4 separate regions of the Mus musculus genome follow, and regions 2, 3 and 4 are each linked to region 1. A link is a contact called in public promoter capture Hi-C data. All regions are on one chromosome and are shown on one strand. The core of a region is the stretch at or near the end of the contact, and the rest is flanking DNA. Distances in the headings are between cores, read along the strand shown.

The links. Promoter capture Hi-C pulls out the DNA fragments that hold promoters and counts their contacts.
Region 2: a contact with region 1 is called in a promoter capture Hi-C map of pre-B cells, with 4 times the contacts expected there. The contact joins the promoter of Cd53 here to the promoter of Hipk1 in region 1. A contact is called at or near these places in 1 of 39 promoter capture datasets (pre-B cells) and 1 of 9 other capture datasets (liver).
Region 3: a contact with region 1 is called in a promoter capture Hi-C map of liver, with 4 times the contacts expected there. The contact joins the promoter of Cd2 here to the promoter of Hipk1 in region 1. A contact is called at or near these places in 1 of 39 promoter capture datasets (liver) and 1 of 484 Hi-C or Micro-C datasets (CD8 T cells).
Region 4: a contact with region 1 is called in a promoter capture Hi-C map of pre-B cells, with 5 times the contacts expected there. The contact joins the promoter of Rap1a here to the promoter of Hipk1 in region 1. A contact is called at or near these places in 3 of 39 promoter capture datasets (fetal liver, liver and pre-B cells) and 1 of 9 other capture datasets (liver).

The regions. Positions count from the first base shown.
Region 1 is chr3:103,789,749-103,792,903 of GRCm38.p6, forward strand. Hipk1 (homeodomain interacting protein kinase 1) reads right to left here and starts at 1,527. Exons shown (of 16, transcript NM_010432.2): 1 at 1,247-1,527.
Region 2 is chr3:106,788,525-106,791,679 of GRCm38.p6, forward strand. Cd53 (CD53 antigen) reads right to left here and starts at 1,625. Exons shown (of 8, transcript NM_007651.3): 1 at 1,443-1,625.
Region 3 is chr3:101,286,228-101,289,382 of GRCm38.p6, forward strand. It overlaps Cd2 (CD2 antigen), which reads right to left and starts at 1,712. Exons shown (of 5, transcript NM_013486.2): 1 at 1,598-1,712; 2 at 1,180-1,488. The coding sequence starts at 1,652.
Region 4 is chr3:105,799,695-105,802,849 of GRCm38.p6, forward strand. It overlaps Rap1a (RAS-related protein 1a), which reads right to left and starts at 1,687. Exons shown (of 8, transcript NM_145541.5): 1 at 1,545-1,687.

The sequences.
Region 1 (3,155 bases), core at 277-2,776:
CAAAAAAAATTGGCAATGGTTTGCATTCTCTATCATCTTAACCAAAAAAAAAACAAAAAAAAACAAAAAAAACAAAATCTTACAGACCATGAATCAAAAATAGCTTTACACAAACAAGAGCAAAATTGTAGGTTTTGCTGAGGCCATCCGCCACTTAATTTAACCCCACTCCGTCTACAGCAGGAAGCCATGCTGCTGTTTTCATCAGTTACTAGGAAACAAGATAAAGAGCGGACTGGGGCAACGGAGTCTACATTTGAAACTCTTGTTTGTGGCTGCACTACACTACTGAGAATTCTCAAAGTGTCACCAAAGAGACAAGAATGCGCATCTTATGAGTATCCACAACTGAGTCACTGGTTATGTAGAGAAAAGATTCACTTACTGGAGCTTGCCCCCACCCCCTCTCCGGCTTCCCGTTCCAGTACCCATTCCCAAACAGGAAAGAAAACGCGCCCAGCATAAACACACAGGCCATTGCTCACGGTTCGTCACCACAACAAACTGGAGGTTAGACCAACGCTCCTAGAGACCAAGTTTTTAGGTCTCGGTTGCCAAGCACAAAAGGGGGACGCTGCCCTACAGAGCTGTTTATAGTGTGGGTCCTACCCAAAGGCTTTTGGTTGTTTCCATCTTTTAATGTTTTGGATTTTGTTGTTCTTGGCTTTAAAGGCGACGACGGACTGCAAAAGTTTAGACCTCTAGCTTTGCCTTGCAGAGATAAACATATAGGTGGGCTGGTCCCCACACAGCGTTACCACCATCACAAATTACATACTCAAAGACTACAGAACATGAACCAAGAGAACAGAAAAGCTTCCATACCAGCCCGACCACCACGATTTACTCTAGATGCGGTTTCCCGGTCCCCAAAGGCACCAATACGCCCAAACTACAGCTACAGGGAGTGGGGTGACATGCACACGCACAAGCACAAGAACCTGCCACCGCAGTCCGCGGTTGGGGTGGAGATCTGTACGGTGGGGAGATGCCAGACGGACCCCTGTCACCTGAGGACAACACGATCTGGAGGGAAAGGCAGGAGGCAGGGGGAGCTGCCCATTTTCTCCGGCACGCAGTCGCGCCTGGCCGCTCGCGACCAGGCGCCTAGGGCCGCGCGGGGCCTGGCGAGAGAGGCACCCCAAGCAAGCCGGCTACCCAAGGGAGTCTGCGGCTCGCTCCGTCCCACCTCGGGGCGCCGACTCCCAAAGTCCACGACCCCAGCCCCTCGCCGAGCCTGACTCACCGCCGGTGTGTGTAGTTCTCAGCCTCGAGTCGGGGCCGCCGCGAGGAGGCGGCGGAGGAGAGGCGATCCGGGGCCCCGCAGCCGGGTCATCATACCCCCCGCACGAGCCGGCCCCGGCCCCGGCCCCCGCCCCCCGGAGCCGTCCCCGCGCCCGTCCTGCGGCCGGAGCCTCGCCAGCCTCCCGCCTGCCCTGCCACCCGGCCCCTTCCCGCCGCCGCCGCCTCAGCGCCGAGCGCTCCCGCCTCGGCCTCCCCTGCGGTCCGGGGCCACGGCCCGGCCCTTCGCTCCGCAGCCGCCGTTGTCACCAGACCCGACAAGTGGAGCCCCGAGCGACCGCCTCCATCCCGCCGGCCCCGCCTCGCCGGAACCATTCAGCCACCTAGCGCCATGACACCTACTGAGGCGGAAGTGCGGAGGAGCGGGAGGGCTGAGATCACTGCATCTTGCCCCGGGCCGCGGGTGTGGGTGGGCCTCCGTGGGGAGCCAGCGTGGACAGTGTGTGGGGACCGGTTTCCCAGTCCTCTCCGCACAGCAGTCTCCGAGGTCGTTTAACCGGCGTTTGGTGGCGGTCGGGTTTCTTACAGTTAGATGTCATCTCAGCTAGTGTGACATCACCCCAAACCAGTGTGATTTTCCCCCAACATCCCAATCACATCCCAGCGATTGGGCAGCGCAGGGAGACATTGACTACCTGGGGATGACTCTGAGGGTTTAGAATTCTCAGTTTTTACTTAAATTGTTTGCTGCCATGTCGATTTCAGGGCAGCATAAGGGATTTAGATGCCTCCCTGTGCTGAAGCGCTCCCACCGTAGAATCTGTTAGGAAATAAAATATCCGAACTCAGCTCCTCCATGCATGCAGTAAACAAAAATTGTCTTACCTCCACGAAGGGTAGAAAGGCGGTGGATTCCGGAAAGTGGACCTGGCATAATGTTTAAGAAAAATGACCCTGAAAACTAGGTTATCTTAGTAGACAGTTGCCAACTCAGCCTCAAGAGATTCTGTGGGACTTGATATGCCTTCCGCGCTGTAAAATGTTGGTTCTTAAAATGAGAAACATTTCTTGGAGTCGAGTATTTATAAGAGTAAGGTAGGATGGTACGTGCCTTTAAACCCAGGATTCATGCCTTTAAACCCAAGATTCTGGAAGGAGAGGCAGATGGATCTCTTGTGAGTTTGTCAACTTGATCTACATAGAGAGGCCCTACCTAAAAGAAAGAGGAGTGCCGGGCAGTGGTGGCGCACGCCTTTAATCCCAGCACTTGGGAGGCAGAGACAGGCGGGATTTCTGAGTTCGAGGCCAGCCTGGTCTACAGAGTGAGTTCCAGGACAGCCAGGGCTACACAGAGAAACCCTGTCTCTGAAAACCAAAAAAAAAAAAAAAAAAAAAAAAGAAAGAGGAGGAGATGGAAAATGTGTTCTTTCTTACAAGAACAGTCTGAACCCCTAACTGACTATCCACCACCATAGATTTTTACCTGTGTCCTGTGAGCAGAGAGCAGGTCTAGGAGAGGCCTTTCTATCAGTTATATTTTTCAGTCCTCACTCATACATCCATGATTTCTTTGGATCTTCACCTAACAAAATGTTTTCTAGGCTATCCTATCATACCTTTTAAGGAAAGTCGTTTGAGTTTCTCCTCTTAACATTGGGAATGGGGAGGAAGTTCATTTCCCTGGAGAGCCAGGGTTAGCAAAATGTTCAATCCCACAGGACAGATTCCCTTGCATATTTTCACAGAAACTTCCTTTCTTGAGTGTTTAGAGAACATAAAGTCCTCATGTTGGGCTGGCCCTGGAAATACCAAGACACAGAATGAATGAACATGCCTGCTTAGATAGCCAAGAAAAAGGCCTGGTGTTAAACAGATCTGCTTAACAAACAAGCTTTAGTTATGAATTGCTCATT
Region 2 (3,155 bases), core at 375-2,874, 3.0 Mb after region 1:
GGAAGCTAAGCACTAGTCTGAGGCTTCTAGGCAGTCAGAGGACATAGAAGATATCAAAACAACAGAGGTTTTCCTTTATATATTTGCCTCTTGCTAACAAAAAACTTGAAATCCTTTGAGTGGTAGTGAGGTAGTTGTGTTGGCCTAGGCTGTGAATCACTTCCTGTGAGCATAAAGATAAGCAAACATCATATCTAAAAGCAAAATAACCTTAACTGGCCCACACAGGAAACCACATTTCAGTTTGGCATCTGCTCTTAATCAACCAGTTTCAAAGCAGTGAAGATTTGGATCGAGATTGAGAAAGCAAAACATTGCTCACACAGCAGATAAAATTCTTCTCTGGCTCAATCTTCTAATAGATATGATTACCAAGAAAAGCTCCTCATGGAAAAAACTATTACTGGGCAAATTCTCCATTCTTCTTCATTTCTCCTCTGTATCAACAGTATACTGTCAGACATCAAAGGGTGCCTAACCCATGGTTTTTAACTTAGTTCACTTAGGTCACTATTTATAAACATAAGGTTTAGTAGCCTCTGAGGGTGGCTCTGACAAGCTGCAACTAACTCCCAATCATCTCCCTTGAATTTTAGGTGAGAAAATGTGGACATGGATACTTTACTTTCTCCCTTTTAGATTATAATCAAATGAGCTCTTCACAGCTCTTGGACCAAGAAAGACCTGATACAGACATTTTGTATTGACCAAAGCTTGACTATCATTTTGCTGAATACTTACACCCTAGAATGGCTTGCAAGTTGGAAACTATTACTGTATCAAGTTATGTGGGTTTCCTCTCTGCTGCACATTTTATGTGAAATTTGTCAATGTTCAAGCTTTGTGTATCACAGACCATTTAAAGTGAAGAAAGAAGCCCTTCAGATCACAATGTTTACCTTCCCCCAAACTAAGCCATAGGAATAAAATACATGAAGTACATTGCAGAACACCTATGTTGCAGGTTTTTTGTATCTATCTTATATCAAAACATGACATTCTCAGCACTAACTTTCCTTTAAAATGTTTTCAAACAAAGACAACATGTCTTCTGGCTACTGTTCTAAATCACTCTGGTTATGATTTTCCTCCCTGCTCTAAAATGAAACTTCAAGTTTTTGAAGAAAAAACAACATAGAAGATCTCCCCAATTTCATCTCATCTCACCTCAAAAACTTCAAGCATTAGAAACCACCATATACAGTAAGCAATTCAAGTGGCATAATAATGTAAGCTTATGAATACTTAGGCCCAAAGAGATATCAGAAAATAAAACACCAATTAAATCAAAGTATTTCTAGCCCAGTTGCCTAAGGGAAGTGCTGATCTAAATATTTGTAAACACATCACATTTTAAAGTTACTAAAGGGATGTGTGGAGACTCTCAAAATGCTATGTGCCTTATTAGCTGATTTAGAGCTGTTAAAAGTCATAAATCTTACCTTTTGAAGGCAGTGTCCCTCAGTACTTCAGGTAGAATTCACTGATTATCTTTTAGGTGGCCAGCACAGCCTGTAACCCAGAAGTCTATGTCTATTTGTGTAAAAGGAGAAGTGAAGAGAGAAAAAATACAATCATGCTGTGACGACAGGAAACCCAAGCGAGAAGAGTGAGGAAGTGAGACTGAGTGTTCTCTCTTAGGCTCAGATAGTCAACTGTTCCTCAGTGAACTTGCAGAGGCTTCCACTCCCAGCCTATTCTAAGCTGGTTTCTGGAAGCTAAAGAAGGTCTGACACACCAATCTGAGTTCTGGTGAACTTTACAGTAATTTGAGTGATATTTCCTGGCCATAGAACAGTGCTTCTCAATTGAAGCAGCAACTACAAAATACCCGTGGGTCTGTTTCTGTGTATGTGTCCCCACCGTTTGACCACAAACTATACTACTAAACCATACTGACCAAGCCAGCATGGTACTGGAATGAAACCATACTTGTAGATCAATATAGCATAGTAGAGGACACAGAGATAAACTTGTGTAGGATTGAATATCTACTTTTGGACAAAGGTGTATCAAAACATGAACTAGAAAAACAAAAATGCAGCTGGAGAGATCGCTCAGCAGTTAAGAGCACTGACTGCTCTTCCAGAAGTCCTGAGTTTAATTCCCAGCAGCCACATGGTGGCTCACAACCATCTATAAATGGGATCTAATGCCCTCTTCTGGTGTGCCTGAAGACAGCTACAGTATATACATATACATATACATATACATATACATTATACATATACACACACATACACATACACATACACATACACATACACATACACATATACATATACATATACATATACATAATAAGTAAACAAATCTTGTTTAAAAAAAAACTATCTTGGGTATTCTAGGTTTCTGGGCTAATATCCACTTATCAGTGAGTGCATATCAAAGGATTTCTTTTGTGATTGGGTTATCTCACTCAGGGTGATACTCCAGATCCATCCATTTGCCCAAGAATTTCATAAATTCATTGTTTTTAAAAGCTGAGTAGTGCTCCATTGTGTAAATGTACCATATTTTCTGTATCCATTCCTCTGTTTAGGGACATCTGGGTTCTTTTCAGCTTCTGGCTATTATAAATAGGTCTGCTATGAACATAGTGGACCATGTGTCCTTTTTACCAGTTAGAACATCTTCTGGGTATATGCCCAGGAGAGGTATTGCTAGATCTACTGGTAGTACTATGTCCAGTTTTCTGAAGAACCGCCAAACTGATTTCCAGAGTGGTTGTACCAGTTTGCAATCCCACCAGCAATGGAGGAGTGTTCATCTTTCTCCACATCCTCCCCAGCATCTGCTGTCACATGAATTTTTGATCCTAGCCATTCTGACTGGTGTGAGATGGAATCTCAGGGTTCTTTTGATTTGCATTTCTCTGATGATTAAGAATGTTGAATATTTTTTCAAGTGCTTCTCAGCCCTTCCATATTCCTCAGTCAAAAATTCTTTGTTTAGTTCTGTAACCCATTTTTAATGGGGTTATTTGAATTTCTAGAGTTCAGCTTAGTGAGCTCTTTGTATATAATGGATATTAGTCCCATATCAGATTTAGGATTGGTAAAAATTCTTTCCCAATCTGTTGGTGGCCTTTTTGTCTTATTGACAATATCTTTTGCCCTATAGAAGCTTTGCAATTTTATGAGGTCCCATTTGTC
Region 3 (3,155 bases), core at 462-2,961, 2.5 Mb before region 1:
AATTTAAAGTTCTCAGGATTGCCAAAGAAAACCAGGCTACCTAACAAGCACCTGACTTCTCTCCAGTAGCCATGGTCACCGCAGTGACAGAGTACATGAATAGGCTATACAGGGTTCGATACGATGAGTGGTCGTTCTCATTCCCACCCCGTTTCTGGGACATTCTCTCTAGATAAAGTTACAGGATTTGGGTCTGGGAAGAGTTGTGCACAGAGGAGCTAACAGGGGGCCCTGGAGAGAGGTTGGTGTTAGGCCCAGGTGCTGAGTATTGGACAGGAAGGACACCCACGGGGGGATGAGGGGAGCCCTTTCTATAGTGACATTTCCTGTGTGAAGCTCAGAATGTTTGTGTGCTCCCTGAATGGCTGATCTATTCTGCACAAGGCATTCTCAGCTTTCTCCGCAAGCCAAGGGCAGGCTTTCTCCTCTCACCCATTGGTGTGAGCTGCCAGTTTGTCCCTGGACTTTCAGCTTCGACAGCATCCCAGGCTTCGTTTTCTTCTTTCTCACCCACCCAAGCTTCTTCACTTCCTCCTCACCCCCACACCCGGCATGTTTGCACCCTTCCTCATCTCCCTGGCACCCTTTACTCCAGGCCAATGACTATCAATGACAACTCTTCTCACTAGAAGCTCTTGGAACGCTATAGATCCCACTGGCACACATACTCCATGCTGCCAGGAGCCTGGGCATGAGTCACTTCTTACAGCTCACTTGCTGGTTCTCACCAAGACTAAGACCACCTGCTTGGCTTCGCTTGGATGACAGGAGAGGACTCCTGGTTGGTCTTCTCCTGTTGCTCTTCAGTATCATGCCCTCTCATCATACCCTGGCTTAAACATAGCTCTCCAGACAAGAGGCTCACTGCTCCTAGGCACCCTCTGACATCCTGTCTAGCTACAGCTTCATCGGCCACCAAGGATGTCCATGTCTTTTCTCTGCTAACCTGTCTTCTTTCTGATTAATGCCTGTCTGTCACCTGGGAGTCTTTGTACAACCCCACAGCCACCCAAAGAGAGAATGAAAGGCAGACAGGCTTTAGAGCCACCCTCACCCACTGGAGTCTTCATTGTGGGCCACACAGGTAACATTGGATGGGGATGCTACAGAAAGGCTGCTCCCCAACTTTCTACATAGCAGCCGTCCTAAAATGAAAACCTTTAGGGAATGGAGACTTACCCAGAATCCTCACGTCCAGGTCCTTCTCCAGCCTAGTCATCCCATTTGTGCCATACACCATTACATTATAGGTGCCACTGTCGTTTCTCATCATCGGCTTCTTTATCTTCAGGGATCCGTTTGCTAAGACCTCATACGTTTCTGATATCAAAAAAGGTGGCTTCTTCCTTTTAAACTCTGCGACCAGGGTGCCCCTCCTTACCCATCGCACCTCATCAATATCATCAGTCATTTGAAAGTTGGGGATGTTCAGGGTGATGCCATGACCCAAGACACCCCAGATGGTCTCATTGTCTCTGCAGTCCGCCCCTGTAAAAAAGTAAGATGGTTTCTGAGGTCTCGGGACTACGGAGGATCTCCCTCTTCGCCTCTAATGTCCACTCCAAGGTCTCCGGAAGAGCTCCACGCGAATGCTTACCTTTGCCGGAAAGGCTGAAGAGCAGAAAGAAGCTACCCAGGAATTTACATTTCATCTTTAGAGTTCTTTTCCCAGGGGTGACTCTGAGTTCTTTCTGTCAGGACTGTGGTGAGGCTGGCAGAAGCCACACCCAGCAACCTGAACCACGTGTCTTTCATGCCTGCTGTTCACAGTAGGGGAGGGGGAGGGGGAGAGGGAGAGGTAGAGATGGGGAAGGAGAGAGAGAGAGACAGAGACCCTATCAAAACGACTCATGCATTTGCTGCCCTCCTTAACCGAAATAGGTGTCTGTGTCACATTTTAATCTTTACAAAAACAGCTTAGGGTGTTGGGTTTTAGCACCCCACCAGAGGAAGAAGAGGAACTGGGAGGTCAGTTGCCATAGCTACCCTTTTGTAAACAAGGGCTTAAACATAGCTGGCCACTCAGCTGTGCTGCCTTCAACAGGACCAAGTAGACTCACCGGCAAAAGGTCATAGGAATAGAATTCAGATATGTATATTTGGGAAGGATTGGGAGGCGTGGCCTTGTTGGAGGTGCGTCACTGAGGGTAGGCTTAGAAATCTTTAAAGCCCTTGTGGTCCTGTTAGCTCTCTCTCTCTCTCTCTCTCTCTCTTCCCTCTCCCCTTCCCCACTCTGTCTATCTGTCTGTCTCCTGCTGTGGATAGGAATGTAAAACCCCCCCAGCTACTGCTCCAGCGCTATGCTTCATGCCTGCTGCCATACTCCCGGCCATGCTGGCCATGGACCTGTAAGAGCACAGTAGATTCTTCCTTCTCTAAGTTGCCTTGGTCATGATGGTTTGTCACAGCCATTGAAAAGTGACTGCAACACCCATGAACGCCATGCCTGAAGAGGCCAGAGGAGTCCATCGATCTCCTGGAATTTAAGTTACAGATGGTTGTGAGCTGCCTCGTGGGTGCTGGGAATAAAACCTGGGTCTTCCGGAAGAGCAGCCTGAGCTCTTAAGTACCAAGATATCTCTCTTGTCCTAAGACTATAAAAAAATAGTGAACAGGGATACAAGGACTAATGTCCCTAAAAAGACAACAGAGAGGTCACGTGAGCAAGAGATACAGTGAACATATAGTCTTTTGATTCTTTAGAATTCAGTGAGAAAAGGTCTTCAAAATCACGGTTTTTCCATTTCAGATGCTTAACAACAGCCACAACAGTGCATTTCAGTTGAGTTAAAATATTAATTCCAAGGGGGGAAAAATCCAAGTGAAATAAGACTTAACAGGAAACATAAAAGAATTCCTATTCTTGAGTATGGAAAATCTTCCTATATGTATTGCACAATTCAGAAATAGTAAAGATGGACGTTAGAGGCCACATAAAAATCTAGAATCTATGCATGTACAAAGAGCTATTAAATGTGTGAGAAGTCAAGCCAAGATATTTGCAATGTGTGCAAACTGTTACTATCTAAGATGTCAGCATCATTTCTTGTCTTCCCTTTGGGGTGTTGAGGATGGAAACTTGAACATGCTAGGCAGGCACTCAACCACTGAGCTACATCCACAGTCAAAGGTATACATAGTTTTTAATCAATCAC
Region 4 (3,155 bases), core at 437-2,936, 2.0 Mb after region 1:
AAAGTGTGCACTTTTGCAAAGTTTTAATATGAAACTGAATAACATCGAGATCTCTGTTCACTTTTAAGATCGGTGTCTATGGGTGGCTTTAGAGGAGACCAGAAGCTGAATACAACATTCTGGGGATAAATGTCTGTTTTGTTTTTCCTGGGCAAAGGAAGAGTTCATATGCATCACCATGTTCTAGAAATGGTTAAGAATGACATTTTTTATAATGGAAGCGGAATGCAACATTTAACATAAAGATTTCTCTCAAAAAGATAAGAGATGTGTAAACAGACCACTCAACTCATTCGACAAATGCTGGGACAGGTATAATCCTTGCTAACGAACACAATCATAACAGAACCTGAAGTAGCAAGGAACTAAACTAAACAAGAGTCACACTAAGAAAGAATATCCGAAAATGTAAATTTAATTTTGAAACAAAGTGTTACAGAAGAGCATAAAGACAGGAAAGAGTCTGGGACCTAATCTAGTACTTACTCTACCAAAGTGTTACAGAAATCAATTACATCAAAAGAAAAAAGTACTCACAGGCATATCTACCCCCACACACTCTGACAGGAAACTCAAAGAAAGTTTCCAAATCCTGTTTCCAGCATCATCTCTTCTAACCGCCCGCTTCTGAAGGCTAACTCCCCTGGTTAATTCTGAGAGTCGACACTTTGACTCTAATAAAAACAGTATCTTCAGCCACCCAAGAAGCAGACAACAGCGGTTGGTACCTGTCCCGCTTGGCCCATTAACCTCCTGCCCTTTTATTCCATTTCTTACACAGTACTTCCTTCAAAGCAGCGACAAAACGATTTTCCTTTCCCAACGGCAATACACTCACAGTTTCTGAGCGGTAGCTCTTTTTCCAAGGCATGAAAGGTCCCCTCAACTCTAGTTTTCTATCCTGTGAGGAAATCTCAGATAGGAGGGGGGGCGGACGCGGGGGACACAACTGTCCTTCCTTGCTCTTCTCCTTACAACAGCCAATTACACAACTCAGCAGAAGACACTGCCCTTAACTTTCTGAGTAAGGAGACAAGCTACAATCCCACCACCCCACACTCCTCACACGCCCTCGGTGGGCGGAAGACCGGAATCACACCGTGGCCTCTTTCCTGACAAAATTCAGGGGTAGCAGCAGATATCAGAGAGTCGAGAGCGACGCTGCAAAGGCGAACACATGGCAAGCGGCAGAATACAGAGGGCAGGGAGGGCGGGAACCCGGGCTGGCGGCGGAGTGGGACACAGAGGTGTCAGCGCTCGGCGGCCGGGGCAAAGGCCGCGCGGAGGGCACCGCACCTCTCCGTCCGCGGGGACGACAGCCGAGCGGGCGCGGACACGCGTCCCATCTCGCGGCCCGCCCCTCGCGGCCGGTCCCGCAGGCCCCGCCGGGCCGCCTCGGTCCGCGGGCGTGGCTGGCTCCGGCCTTCAGCCGCGGCCCCTCCCGCCCGCCGGGCCCCCGGCCGCCGCCCCGGACTCGCGGACGGTTAAGAATAGGCCACCGAGGTGCGGCCAGTCCGCGCCCCTCACTCGCACCCCGTACTCACCCCGCGGCCCGGCGCCTCCTCCACCTCCTCCTCCTCCCTCCTCTCGGCCGCGGCTCGGGCTCGGGCTCTGCACGGCGGCGGCAGGAGCAGCGGCCTCGGGAGCGGCGGCGGCGGCGCCTCCGGAACGCGCACGCACGCAGCACGCAGGCCCCGCCCCCCCCGCCCTGGTCTCCGCCTTCCCCGCTGTGTCCGGAATCTATTTAAGGGAGCCGTTCTTCAAAGGGTGGGGGGCATAGTGTGCCAACAGGAACTGGGGCCTTGCCTTTGAGAAGGTGGTTAAGGCCAACATTGAAATGAGGAAGGGAAAAAAAAATCAGAAAGAGAATTTTGAAGGGATGCAACCATGGGACAGCTGTTAGTTGAGTGCCTAGTAGGTCCCCAATGCCTAGGCATACATAGGGAAAGTCACTTATAGAGCTCTCATCCTCGTGACCCAGGAGAGGGAACACGAACAACAAAAAGAGTAGCAAAATTCACAGGTCACCAGGGAGGGCTTTGCATGCTTTTGTTCGTGCTATGAAGAAACGAGCCTATCCAAAAGAGGCTGGATGAGAAGAATACCTTCCTGGGTTGAGAGGAAATCAGCCACAAACCCCGAGGTGGGGTGTGTCTTCCATATTTCACAACTAGCAAAATGCAAGCGAAAGGATGGATAGATAAGTAGAGTCTATGGCCAAAGAGTACTGAGGCGCCAAGATCTGGACAAACGACCAGACCCGGTGGAGCCTTTGGGCCATTGTAATGACAACAGGAAGCCCCGAGGAGAGGGTGGGCCCAGAAACAACTATATCTAGTTCATGTTTTTAAAGGTTAACTTTATGCAGGGCGTGGTGGTTTACTCCTGGAATCCCAGCATTTTGAAAACAGGAACAGAATTGCCACGAGTTTGAGGTTAGCCTGGACTACACAATGAGTTTCAGGCCCATCGGGAACTGGAGTGAGTCTCACTGTGTATGTAAAATATCCAACTGAAGCACGAATGTTCACAGGGGAAGTCTAAGGTGGCTATTCTCGTCCAATTGGCCAAGAGTGGTTATTTTATTTTAGATTTTGTTTATTTTAGCTTTATTAAACCTATTTTAATAGATTTAGACTTGAGAAAGCAGAGGGTCGAACGAAACAATTAGGAATGAATCTTAGGTTGGGGGCCTGCTGACTGATATCATTTAATAAGAGAGAAGATAGGGTAAGAACAAAGCTGGGACCAAAGAAATTGAGAGTTCAGTTTTATGGGGGATGGAGAAAGTTCAGTGGTGATGAGTCTGAGATATAAATTTGAGATCCATCAGGATGTAGATGATTTGACCCTCCGGTCTACATAAACTCTCTTAGGGATGGGGAGTAACTGGAAGAGAGGACCAAGAGAAACTTAGAGGTTAAAGATAAGCAGAGTTGACAGTCAGGTTAGAGGAACCCCTTGGAAGGAAGGAAGTTGTTAGGGAGTTGTTTTAGAAAAGAGGGAGTGATCAGTCAGTTCCCTTGCCTACTGCTGAAATAGCTAAGAAGACAATTGAATCTCAATCTCTGCCTCACCCCCACCCCACAGTCCCCATCCCCGCCACCCTGATTGGTTCATGCTAGACAAACTGCCACTGAGCCTCATCCTCAGTC